Regions from separate parts of the Mus musculus genome. Here region 2 is linked to region 1. A link is a contact called in public Hi-C data. All regions are on one chromosome and are shown on one strand. The core of a region is the stretch at or near the end of the contact, and the rest is flanking DNA. Distances in the headings are between cores, read along the strand shown.

Region 1 (6,761 bases), core at 976-3,475:
CTGTTTAGGATTATTATTTTGACTCAACGTCCTTGGTTTCTGGGATATACCAAGCTGCCACTGGGAATTCCTTTATAATTTTTACAAAGTTGACTGTACTTGGTTGGGTAATTATCTTCATCTTATTCAATTAATGCTAAGGTGCCAGCATTCTGCATTAGGAACCCGCCTTTTATAAACATTAAAAGAGCCCTGTGACTTGGGAGTTTGAATCCCACTTCCGCTAAAGGTGTGATGACAGTTCTCAACTCTTAACTATGCTAAATTTCTCCTAGAAAGTATAAGTGTTCAAGGCAACACCCTTAACACTTTTGGTGCAGTACGCTTGCTTTGTGGGAGTCTCACTTTCTTCCTTCGGTATCTGGAGATGCAGGCATCCTCTGGACAGCTTGTGCTATTTTATACTGTGTTCAGGAAACCATATCAAGCAGTCACCAAACAGAGCCTAAAGTCCAGTTCAAACCTCCTAAAGCCTGATACACAAGGTCCTGCTGGGACTTCCCACCCAGCTCTGTTTATAGTACAGAGAGTACTGTCATTATTTACTTGTAAGGTTCAGAGTCTCTTTGAGCCAGGGTCTCCCCATGTAGACCAGGCTGGCCTTCAACTTAAGGAGAGAGCCATCTGCATCTGTTTCTCTAGTGCTGGGATAAAACTGTGTACCTGATGCCGGGTAAGCATGTCTTATTAGTGTCAAAATATGCCTAGACCCAACCGGTTCTAGTCTTCAGGGCTTTCCTCCAGGCCAAACCACAGAATTTGGATTACTGCTCTGTCCTTCAGCACTGCCCTGGCTGTTTTCACCTTTGGTCTTCTAAGCCCAACATTCCACTATTAGCAACACTGTAGTTAGCAGTCTTAGGCCAGATTATGTAGCATTTCTTTTTATTTCACCCAGAGCAAAAGTTCCATCATTCCTTGCGATGGCTACACTCCTTCCTGTCTTCCCTCCTCAAATTCCTGGTACTTACCAAGCATTACGCATGTGGTAAGCCTTGCAGGTGGTGTTCTTATCTGAAAAATAACTCAGACGTTCATGTATCTTTCTACCTCCAAGTCTCCAACTAAAATATCATCTTTTAAAAATAAGAGGCCCTTTCTTACAAAGCACATAAAGACTCCGAATGGTGTGTGGTGGTGCAAGCCTGACATTTCAGCATTTGGGAGACCCTAATTTCTAGGGCAGTCTGGGCCACATAAGTTCAAAGTCAACCTCAACTACCTACCCAGTGAGAGACTGTCTCAAAACCCAATCCAACTAAACCAAAAGAACCCATTTTGAGGATGCCCCATTCACGGGCCAGAATTCCTTAATTCGGTCTCCTCAATCCAGGACTCGGTTTAGGTTCCTTCCCGGCACACGTCATTTCATTTGCCTCAATTTTCGAGTTTATGATATTAATCTGCTCACACCTGGCTGAGGTGGCAATGTAGGCTCAGAGAGGGTAGCATAGGTTCAAGGTGGCCCAGTGTCAAGTGTCAGGAATCTAACCCAGGACAGCAGACTTCCGGGCCTTTAGGGGCTGCCCTCCTAAGGAGCCAGCTGCGCCTCTTCACAGACTGTCTCCCTAAAAGATAAAAATCGGGCTGCGCAGAGCCTGCGGAGAGCACAAAGTCTTCCAGGAGGCAGCAGCCCCTCAGCGGGTCGGGAAGCGCCAGGATTTAACAGAGGAAACCGTACTGCCCGCAATCGCCCCGATCCCAAGTTTCCTGGTCGTCGGCGTGGCGCTCTGCAAACGGCAAACTACTAGATGCTTTGCAAACAAAGCCGGCAAGGGGGTGGGGGGGGGGGCAACCTGATGACAATAGGCATCGGTCAGAACCCGGACAGAAACGCCGGGTCTCCAGTCCTCGCCCTGCATCCCCGCATCACTTCCCGCAGGACAGCCCAGGCCGGACCCGCCCCCAGACCTCCGTCAGCCCTAGTCCGGGCGTCCGCCGGCGCCCACCACCCGGCCGCGACTGCAAGGTGAGGCTCCACGGGCCGCAGCCAGCCCGCCCACTCACCTGCGAGCGCCCATGTTCTTATCCTTCCTCGTCCGGAGACTGCTGGGGCCAGGATCGCGGCGCCGGCACCACCCCCGCCCCCGCAGTTGCCCCGCCCATTCACCACCGGAAATGCTCCGGCCCGGACTCTTTTTTTCCTGCCTTTCCAGCCCCGCAATATGGCGTCACTTCCGCTTGTGCCCGTTGCTCGAGTACGTGCCGGGAGTCTGGGTCTCGCGAACGCGCCAGGAGCGTGTCTCAGGCGGGAGCGCGCCCAGTAGATGACAACAAATTAGTCGCGCCGCGTCGGAGTCTTGTCTCGCCTCAGCCGCCAGCCCTCTCTGTCTGTCCCTCTGTCTCCCTACCGACGGAGCGCTTCGGAAGCTCCCGGCTTGGGGCGCCCGGTTCTGCTCAGCGCCCAGTCCCCGCCGGGCCTAGTGCGAGCGTCGCGACGCGGGCCATGGGGTTGCCCTGAGGGACGGCGGCGCCGAACCGACATGCAGCGGCCACCGCGAACCTAGATCCCCACCGCGGCTTGGGGACGCCGCCGGGCCGACCCTGAGGCGCTGCCGCTGCCTGGAGCCCAGGTCGGATCCCCCGAGTCGCCGCCGCGTGCAGCCCCGGCTCCCTCGAGCCGCCAGCCCTCACCATGCCTTGGCCATTTTCAGAATCCATCAAGAAGAGGGCCTGTCGCTACCTCCTACAGAGGTACCTGGGCCACTTCCTGCAGGAGAAGCTGAGCCTGGAGCAGCTGAGCCTGGATCTGTACCAGGGCACCGGGTCCCTTGCCCAGGTCCCCTTGGACAAATGGGTAAGCTGCTGTCAGCCAGCAGGGGTAGGAACTGGCTCTCCCCAGGGCGAGACCTGAGCGACTGTCATCCAGCATCGGGCACGTTCGGTTCTCCTTTGGGAATTGTTTAGATTCAAGTGTGGCCCGGCTCAGGGAAGTGTGTAAAGTGTAGCAAGTTTGCGCTCCTAGATCACGTGCTCCGGCTTAAACGGTGTAATGGAGGCACACACGGGGCGAAACAATCGAGTCATTGGTTGGGGGGGGGGGGGGGCGCTTGTGAGGCAGGCCCAGGAAAGTACGTGGCCACCCTTGCCTCTTGGGCTGCGAGTGTCTGCGGTGTTCCTAGGCAAACAAACCCTATTTCTGTGGATGACGTTAAGAAAAATTAAAGATGAAGAGGAGGTGACAGAAATCCCCAGTTATTTATTTTGGTCTGGATGCTGGTATATTTGCGTTTGCTGGGTTGGTTGTCTTCATTCACTGAAAGAAAGTTAGGCGAAGGCCCCTCTTGCCAGTTTGCCTGCTCTGCTTGCGTGAGGTTGTGAATGGCCCCAGTAGTGCTGTTTAGATTTGCCCTTTTGCTTCACGTGATAGATCGACAGGTCGTAAACGCAAATGTTGCAAAAGCTCGGGAGCCGAAGCCGCAGCGTCAGCCTTTTTTTAAAGAACCTGTTTCCTCCTAGAGGCTGTGAGTTGACTTCACCTGAACTTTGAGTATATTCAGTTCGCCAGAAGCAGTTGTATTTGCATCAGTGGGCTAAAATGCCTACTATTTTACTTAAGGCCTTGGGTTTGTCGAGTCTACTCTTTTTTCGAAAAGCTTAAATTATGGAAATTCCTTGACAACTTGTATTAAGAGGTATGACACAAGGTAATTGTAACGAAACTAGGTGACTTAAACCAGAGAGCACACACAAGTTAGTTTAGACAGCTCTAGTTTGAGTAACAGAAAGACCTGCCTTATACCAAAATAGTCCTAGGCTTTCACAGTCTGCCGAAAGACAGGTATAGTAGTTAACCCAAGTTCAGTTATCATAAAAGGACAGTAGAGTCCATGCCTCGGGAGAGCTGCTGTTCTTTCCTATCAGCAAACGGGATTTTTTTTTTTTTTTTTTTTTTTTTTTGGCCAGGTTTATTATGTAGTCCTAGCTGCCCAGACACTTGTCGTGTAGCCCAGGGTAGCCTGGAACTCATGACAAAGCTCTCACCTTAGCCTCTCCAGTACAGTTTGAATGGGCTACATTTTTCTTTTCTGTGGCCAAACTGTCTTATTCCGAGGCTGGAAAATGGGCAGGGGCTGAAGAGATCAAGAGGACCTGACATCCTCAGGGTAGATGTTTTTGGTGTCTCGTCACTGCTGAAAGCTGACTAAGGAGTCTTGAGGGTGGGAATGTTGATGGATGCTTTGGTGTGCAGTGCAGTACTCTTTGAAGAGACACCGAAACTAGCAGGTGGACATTATTATTTGTTTTATAAATGGCATTTAATACTTTGTCCTGTGCCACAGTTACAAGTATTACAGCAAGAATCCAAATTCGACGCCAAGTGCAGGCTTGCTTGCTTTTGTGTTTTTTGTTTTTGTTTGTTTGTTTGTTTTTGAGACAGGGTTTCTCTGTGTAGCCCTGGCTGTCCTGGAACTCACTCTGTAGATCAGGCTGGCCTTGAACTCAGAGATCCGCAGGCCTGTGCCTCCCAAGTGCTGGGATTAAAGGCGTGCTGCGCAGACTTGCTTTCTTAGGGAACATAGTATAAGAGCACACTTGAGAAAGCTCTCAGGGACTCCTGAGCAAGCGGTTTGATTAGCTGTTTTCTAGAAGTCAGGGTTTCTATTCCTGCTTAAACATCATGACCAAGAAGCAGTTGGGGAGGAAAGGGTTTATTCAGCTTACACTTCCATGTTGCTGTTCATCACCAAAGGAAGTCAGGGCTGGAACTCAAGCAGGTCAGGAAGTAGGAGCTGATGCAGAGGCCATGGAGGGATGTTTCTTACTAGCTTGCTTCCCCTGGTTTGTTCTGCTTGCTTTCTTATAGAACCCAGGACTACCAGCCCAGGGATGGTCCCACCCACAATGGCCCTTCTCACCCTTGATCGATCACTAATTGAGAAAATGCCTTATAGCTAGATCTCATGGAGGCATTTCCTTAACTGAAACTCCTATTTCTGTGATAACTCCAGCCTGTGTCCAGTTGACACATAAAACCAGCCAGTTCAGGTGTTATTCCAGGCTTTTTCATTTGTGTGGTTTTTAGACACAGGAAATTAGAAATGAGGCCATCTGAGGTTCATGGCTTGACTACAAGTCCCCTGGTAACATGAGTTGTGGATAGGCTTAACTGGAAGGTTGTTTTGTTTTCCTGAAGAGCGCTCGCTGTCAGCCCAAGTGATAACAGCAAAGCTTCCAAAAGCCTTTGGTGCTCTACCTTACTGTGCTTAGCGAAGGCTGGGGCAAATCAGAGCGGGGAAAGCAGATGCCGCTGTGCAGTCAGCTTCAGAACTCAGTTACTTTGGATACTTGATTTTAATGACTTTCAGGACTGAAAGAAAAAAAAAAAAAGACCCTTACACCCTTATAGATTCCTACAAGCTAAAGGGGACTTAAGTGAATGACATTTTTAACATTTCAATTCTTTAAAAAATTATTCTTCTGTAGCTTGATTTTATTATTTTGTGAGTTCTTTTTTCCACCCTTTCAGCCCCCTAACACTAGATAAGAGAGAAAAAAGGATAGAGAGGAAAGGAAAGAGATCCCTGAATAAAGTCAGGGATCAGAAACGGGGAGATGTTATTGTGAGACTACTTCCTGCTGATTAGGGGTGCTGAGTTCCTTGGGGCAAGTTTGATCTTCATTGTGAGGATATCTAATTTCTTTTTCTTCTTTGCTCATGGCTACTTAACAAAGTGAGACCAACACCAACCAACCAACACCAACCCACTCCACCTCTCAGGGACCTAGCTTTTATATCCTCTCTAGAAAGTTCCCAGCATTCCAAATGTCACACTGTTGCAGAAAGTATCGGCAGCTGGCAAAATCACACCTGCCAGAGCATGAGGCAGATCATAGTTAGCTGCTGTGGACAGTCTGAAGCAGCCCCATATCCTTCATCCGGGATTAAATTGAAAGCATATTCTTATAATATTTGTTTTTTTTTTTAAAGAGACAATTACAAAATTCTCACATCTTGTGTGTGTGTGTGAATTTATGAAAGCTGGAAGAAGACATCGGATGCCCTGTGGCTGGAGTTAGAGGTGGTGTTGAGCTGCCTGTTGTGGACTGTTGGGTTGCTGGAATTGAACTCAAATCCTTTGCAAGAATAGCAAGGTCATTTAACTGCTGAGCCGTTTCTTCAGACCATCATCTCATTCCTTAACTCGCAGTTATGCAGAGGAATTGGTTGGAATTGGCTGCTAATGTAATTGGTTATTTTGCTAACTAATCTGAAGGTGGTGTGCTTTTTGTGTGCAGTCGTGAAACTACAATTAAACTCAATTCTTTCAAATTCTTTGTCTGGAATACTTTTAGGCAGGTTCAGAGAGCCTAATATTTCACATATTTGTTTATAAACCTTCCTAGTTAATGACTTTCCAGACTAGACTCTTTGTTACTTTTAGTTTTTGGGATAGGATCTTGCAAGGTAGCCCAGTATTGAACTCAAAATCCTACTTAGTCTGCTTCTGGTGTCTATGTTTTCAATAGATATAGTTTTAACCACAAAATCATGGGCCAACAGAAATATTTCCAAATAGTTTAAAAAGATGATACAACTGTCCTTTGAAAAGCAGCTATTTAATATCATACTCTCTTTGGAAGTATTCTCCTTACTTGAAAAGTCAGATTAAGTATGTGGTATGTTTTTGGAAACTGCCATGCAGCATACTTCCCTAGCTGCACAGAGATGGTTGTCACAGTTAGAACTAGGGCTTTACATAGGTGGAAGCTGCTTGTCTAAGCCCTACTCACAAATACCAGCGTTAAGGAAACTAGGC
Region 2 (6,853 bases), core at 3,945-6,444, 5.5 Mb before region 1:
TCAGTGAGTTTGACACCAGCCTGGTCTACAGAGTTCCAGAACAGCCAGGGCAGCCCGAGAGCCTGTCTCAAAAACAAACAAAAGTCTTCGTGACCCCTAGAGCTACTTTTTCCCTGGAACGCTGCTTCCTACTGTCTGAAAGGCTGTATCATTCCACTTGGTTTTTCAGCTTAACCTTTCTCACTGCTTACATGATACCAGGCTTCTCATTCATATGGCCCTAGTGGTCTGGATGTATAATCAGTGTTTGAACTGGAAAAGAAATTAGGATATTAGAACAGCAGTTCCTGGGCTGGAGAGATGGCTCAGTGGTTAAGAGCACTGACTGCTCTTCCAGAGGTCCTGAGTTCAATTCCCAGCAAACACATGGTGGCTCACAACCATCTGTGATGGGATCTGATGCCCTCTTCTGGTGTGTCAGACACACCAGCAATAGTGTATTCATATAAATAAATAAATCTTAAAAAAAAATAGCAGTTCCTGATACTTTTCTCAGGAAAATGGCCTCATGAAAAGTTACCAAATAGCTCCATTTCATTGTTTCCCTTTACGTTGTTTGTGGAGGTCAGCGGGCAATCTGCAAACTCTGCCTCCCTCCTTCCACCAAGCTCAGATCATCAGGCTTGGTGGCAAGCCCCCTTGCCTACTGAGCCATTTCACTACCCTCTATTTAATTTTCAAATGGTTCAAATCAACAGGAAGCAAATTTTCTTTTAAAAATGAAATCATACAATGAAACATTGGGGACTGAGAGACAGCTCATGGAATAAAGACACTTGCCTCCCAAGATGTTAGGCTACCTGCCTGAACTCTACCAGCAGAACCCATGTGACTTTGAAAACTGACTCCACAAAGTTGTCCTCTGACCACTACATGCCCAAAGTGGCACGAACCCACTGTACACACACACTGTACACATACGATAATAATAATAATAAATAATTTTTAAAGATGAGACACAGGGTCCGGCATTTCATTTCTTGAGAATGAAAATGTTTCAGCCCATCAGTAAGGAGCAGAGTGTAGATGTGGAGAGATGTGTTCTGTCTCCACCACCACCACCACGGCCTTTTCAGATTTCCTACCTACAACCGTGGTTCTCAACCTGTGGCTCATGGCCCCTTTGGGAGTGCCATGTTAGATATTCTGCATATCATATAGTTACATTATAATACATAACAGTAGCAAGATGACAATTATAAAGTAGCAATGAGATGTTATGGTTGGGGTCACCACAACATGAGAAACTGATTTAACCGCCACAGCATCAGAAAGGTTGAAAACTATGGACATACAAAGCGAAACAGTAGGCACAGCACCGTGCGACGGCTCTGTCTGGTGTCACTGTGTATCCCTTCCATAAACCATGCCCTTCAGTCAGAGGCAGCCAGACCACTCGGCTCCAAATCACACGGGAGCCTGCAAGAGCAGAAGGGCAGCACAGGATATCACAGACTGAAAAACTGACTACCAGCATCATATAGACCAGCAGGGAGGAACAGGGCAGCAAACTCACAGGTCTCATCTCATATGGTAGAGGTCCTCTACTGCCATTCGCAGGCCCCTTACAAGTAGGGCCAGATTTCCTAAGGCTGAAGCCAACTGGGGTGCCTTTCCCAAACATATCTCTGACTAGTCTGGGCAGCCAGGAACTTTCCCCTTACAGTAACACACACACACACACACACATTTGCAGACTTCTATACACAACCCACTAACTCATTTCCCCCTACAAAAGTGGACAACTTTCCTTGGTTTTCCTGATAGAGAATCAACTCTCTGAGGGTGGGACAGTGGCTTGATTTTTTCTTCACTCTTCCTGCGGGAAGTTCCTGTGCTGGGGTCTCAGGCAAATCTTAAGCGAGCTCTGGCATTGCCCTTCACTGTCCACCGGGGCCCAGACGCCCCAGATTTCTACAGATCAAAAGCAGGTGCTGTGACTAACTCATGCTAGTGTAGTGTAACTAGATTATGGGAACTCAGGGCACGTTAATTGAACATTAATTAAATGAGCAAGACTCCCAAGTCACAGTTAATATAATGTGCTTGTCTGAATGCAGCAAGATGCCAGCCTGACTCCTGGAGGGGCCAGAAGCCAACAGTCACTTGCAGTACTCACATCCCGCTCCCTGACAGGTGACCCCAAGTCTGTAAGCACCAAGAAGTCTCACCAAACAAAGGGTCTATATTTGATAGAAACCTCACCTACTTCTTCCTAGATTGGCCTGTCATCCCAAATCTTTCCTGGAATAGGCAAAACAAAAAAGGCCTTCCAAAATCAACAGACATTTTAATTAACTAAGTATCATAGAAATTATACAAATATATTTAATGTTCCTTCTTTAGTTTTTTTTTTTTTAATAGAATTTTCTTTTTCTTTCTGTCAGCTCCTCTGGGACCGCACCAGTTCCCAGCTACCTCTCTACTCCCTTCTTGTCTGCAGGCCTCTAGGCTGCCCTCGCTCTGGCTCCAAGCCTAAGCAGTCTCACTCTCAAGGCCTCGGCTGCCTCTCGCTGGTCACCTTCCAAATCCTTCAGCCTCACCTTCCTCACTTCAGCTCTCTTCTCAGCCCCCCTCTCTGTCTGAAATGTAATATATACATATATATATATATAATATATATATATACATATATATATAATATATATACACATATATATACATTATATATATACACACATATATATACATATATATATATATATATATATATATATATATATATATACACACACAAATATCAACCAAAAACAACTAGTTTTTCTTCTGAAAATACTTGCAAAGATGCAGATAGGGGTTCTGATTCCACAAAATCAGACTATGGCCTTGGGTTATGAGACTTCTCTGCTAACAATTCTGAAATTGACTATTGAGAAGAAATTAAGCTATTGCATAATATTTGATAGGTTAGCTCATTTGCTGTCTGGAGAGTCTTACTATACAAGATGAAAAAACAAAGATGGGCAAATTTAATGCAATTTCCTTTGTGTGTTTGAGCTAGCTCAGGCTTGCAACACCACAGTGACAGTTTCATCTCTCCTGAGGTAGTTTCAGCATAATAAAGAAGGATTTTAAGGGAATGATAAATCATGCTCAGCCTTGGGCTCATTAGCATATGTATCCTGACAATACCCCAGAAAGTCCTTCCTCATTCACACTGATTCTAAGGGATCCTAGCAAAAGTGTTTAGAGAGAAATCTCAGACACAGGGAGAGCAAGCATCCGTTCCTAGATCCCAGGTAAATGAAGGACTTTCTTCAAAGCACCAGCAAGAGCAGCAGAAACAGACTGCTGCTACTGCCTGTTTCCAACGGAATGTCTCTGCAGCCTCCTCACTGAGGCCATCTTATTAATTCCAAAAAGAATGGATAGCATCCAAAAAAAAAAAAATTGGTTTTCTTTTCCCTCACAGAAAAATTCACATGAATGTCTTGTTTAAAAAATGCTGGAATTCTCCCTGGCCAGATTTTTGATTCCCCGACTTCTGCATTGTGACAGCTGGAACAGATGGTGTCTGGGTGAGACACCTTACATCTTAAACCTTGTCCCTGATAAGGTCTGATTTCAAACAGTGAGGCTGGACCCCAAGGTCTGCCAGGATGTATCACCAGACCCTACACACAGGGTTTTCTGACTCCTGTGATAAATTTCCCAGTTTTCAATTTGCTCTGGCCAAAGAATTTTCACCTTCAGACTAGTTCTTAATATATAAGATGTCACAATATGGCGAAAAGGGAAACATTTCCTCTCCTTTAAGTAAAGGATGGCTGTACACTATTTTGCTAAACACCCTACAATGATGCAGTATTTTCAACAGGCCATTTTCCAAGATCTGAAAAACACCAGAAGGTTTTAAGAGCTGACTGAGGGTTCCCCTGAACAATTTCTACATATAAGCATTTTACACACAATACAAAACAGCATTTCTAAAGATTTCACTTGTGTATCTAGTCACAGAAATGCTACCAAAAAAAAAAAAATTATGGCTCCTCTTCAGTTGTATGCTGTGAATGTAAATTAAGATGACAATACAACACTCGATAAACCCTTTAAGACTCCACAAAAAAAGAGCATACTTACAAATGTGTGTACGTAACACACACACACACCCTTCTATTTCATTCTCAAAACTGAGTCAAAGCTCAGTACAAAAGCCGTGAAAATAAAATCAGTTCCTTCAACCGATCATTAATCTGAATGCTTCTTCGATTTCAGAGCACGTCCACAACACTTCACCCATTTGCATGTTGTTGCCGTTTTAAATTAAAGGTAAAGAATTGTCCACGCAGAATTCTCTCTAAAGGTCTAATCCTGATACCCGGGTCCCCAACCGGTGGTGATGACAGTGTAGAAACGTGGCGAAACGTACATGAGCCATAGCCTGGCGCCTCCAAAACCTGCAAGCCCCGCGGCAAGGATCGTTTTAATGGCTCGCCCGTGGGGAGCCCACTCTGACCTTTGGTGTTAATCGAAGGTGGAAGGTGTGCATTCGGCCCCAGCTGGATCCCAGAACCGCCTGCCTTCCAGCCTCTCTGCAGCTCTCCGACTATGAATCAGTCATTCATCTGCAGAGCAATGACTCAGTATAAACTTTTAAATAATGGCTCAAAAACCCACCTCCACCAGCCAGGGCGAGCACGCTCATCTATGCGGGCACCCTGTCTCCGCCGCTCCGCACCGCGCCAAAGCCCCGGGCCTCGGAGATGCTGACGGCTCGGCACCCCTCGGGGCGGGCACCCAGGGCTCGAGGCCTGCCTGCCCCGTCTGCCCGGAGCGCCGGCGCCTCGGGCCCGGAGCTGGCCGCACACACAAAGTTTCCAAAGTTGGGGCGGCGGGCGGGCCGCACCGCAGACGGTGAGGCGGCCGGGCCTGGCAGCGAAGGACCCGCCGGGCCCGGGGCCGCCGCCGGGATGGAGCCGCCCGCCGCCCCGCCGCCCGCCGCCCCCGGCCCGCGACCTTACCCCGAGGCCCGCCCGTTCGGCCGGCTCAGGGGCGCCGCGCGCATCCTCCGCCGCCTTCTGCAGCGTCCAGCTCCCCGGGCAGCCCCATGTCGGGGGGCGGGGAAGGGCCGGCGGCCGCCGCCGCCGCCGCCGGCTGGAAAGTCCCTGCTGGGCTGCAACCCGGCTCGCGCACGCGGCGGCCGCCGGCCGCGCCGCCTCACGCACCCTCGCGCTGGCACTTCCTCTCGCGCGCTGGAAATCCCCGCGGGCCGCCTGGGCGCGCGCCCCAGCGCGCCCGCCCCCGCCGCCCGCGCGCGCCTCCCCGCCCCCCCCCTCATCCCCTTCGGCTGGCGCGCGCCCGCGCCCGTTGCTAGGGACCCTCGGCCCCGCGCTCGCCGCCGGCCTTAGCAACGGCGGCGCGCGCCCCAGGCCCTCAGGGCCCTGGCCCCTCCGCGCGCGCGCGCGCGCCCTCGCGCCCCGCCCGCGTCCCGGTCTTTCCGGGTCAAAAAGCCAGTCGAGCGGAGGGGAAGCAAGGAAGGTTCCTCGCCTTGCCACCTCGACGGGCGGCCCAACAGTCTCGCCTACTCGGGCACTCAGGTCCTTGCACCTGTAGAAGACACTCACTCGCGGGCGCCCATTGACACGCGTGCAGAGTTCGTTCCTAGTGTCTCCTGTCCAAGAACACACATCTTCACCGACAGAGTTCACAGGCAGGCGGGCAGGTCTCACAGTCCACATTAGCACACAGCCATGCCACCCTCACACATGCCCCTCGTATGCTCACAGGCGGGTCTGGTACCATCTGACCCAGCTCTAGGGGTTTAGCAGAGTCCTCCTCGGCTCCCTACATACCCACCCGAAGTGGATCTGCCCTGTGTGGACAGGGTGGCCAATTTGTCCTGGGTACTTCTCTAAGCCAGGGACACCCATTTCTCCAGCAGCTTCATCTTGCTGTCTCATGGTCACAGGGCCCCACCAGATGTCCCTACTGCCATGGCAAGATGGGAGCAAATGGGGGTCTATCCTTACAAAGTTCAGACACTTGAGCAAAGAGGCCATGATTGTTTCCAAGTCATCTGGAAGCTCACACATCCCTTCTCAATAAAGTTTGTCGGATCCTAGGCTGGAACGGAGACCAGTGTGACCAGGCTGCGCAGGAAGTCCAGCATCTTCTGTCCAGCTTACCTCATGGAATGTTCTAGAAGCCTGGATAGTCTGACAGGACATCTCTGAATGCAGTAGCCCAACAGGTGCCTGTTCGAGAGCCCACATAGGCCTTGCTAGCCAGGCTCAGCTAGGCCAGTGGCGCCCTCATCTGGGCCACAGGCCACAGTTCTGAGTTCAGAGTCAGGTCAGATCCAGGGTTCCCCAAGGCAACAGTGCTAGAACGACAGTCCCATCTATGAGGACCCTGGAGCTCACTATTAGCCCCTTTCCCCTCGTGGGTGTCTTTAATGGCCCGGAATGCTCAGAGTGCCCCTGCCTTCTTTAACCGTGTTCTCAGACCTCTACTGTTCGACCCCAGCCCTGTCCAGGGCACCTTTCTCACACGCCTTTCACGGCACAAGGAAAACTGCCCAAATCCAGAAAGGCTTCCTTCTCTAGGCTGCACTATTTGGACTCTTTTCAAATAAGCCACCAGGCAGAAGGTACAAAGACCTGTGCGTGGGGCTTCCTATGGCTGCGTGGCTCCTTTTATTCTCTGCCAAAGCACTAGTAAGCCTTCTTCAGAATGAGTGGGTAGAGTCCAGCCGCGTGGAGCTCTCTACGGGTGAGACCAGCTGCTGCTCCCCCACCCCGAGCCCTTCTTCTCCCATTTAGCAGCTCCAGACCCCCTGTTTTGGGGAAACACAGAGGGCAGCATAAAGAAGTTTGCCCCATCAGAGCCAGGGCTTTGGGGGCGGGTTTCTGGC

What was found. Hi-C and Micro-C count contacts between places; a contact is called where the count stands out from the background.
Region 2: a contact with region 1 is called in a Hi-C map of muscle stem cells, with 10 times the contacts expected there. The contact joins the promoter of Traf3 here to the promoter of Atg2b in region 1. A contact is called at or near these places in 2 of 484 Hi-C or Micro-C datasets (CD4 T cells and muscle stem cells).

What each region holds. Positions count from the first base shown.
Region 1 is chr12:105,680,705-105,687,465 of GRCm38.p6, reverse strand. It overlaps Atg2b (autophagy related 2B), which reads left to right and starts at 2,225. Exons shown (of 42, transcript NM_029654.4): 1 at 2,225-2,797. The coding sequence starts at 2,636. It overlaps Gskip (GSK3B interacting protein), which reads right to left and starts at 2,114. Exons shown (of 3, transcript NM_178613.3): 1 at 2,008-2,114. The coding sequence starts at 2,021.
Region 2 is chr12:111,164,711-111,171,563 of GRCm38.p6, reverse strand. It overlaps Traf3 (TNF receptor-associated factor 3), which reads right to left and starts at 5,194. Exons shown (of 12, transcript NM_011632.3): 1 at 4,962-5,194. The region is part of intron 2 of 4930595D18Rik (RIKEN cDNA 4930595D18 gene); the gene reads left to right.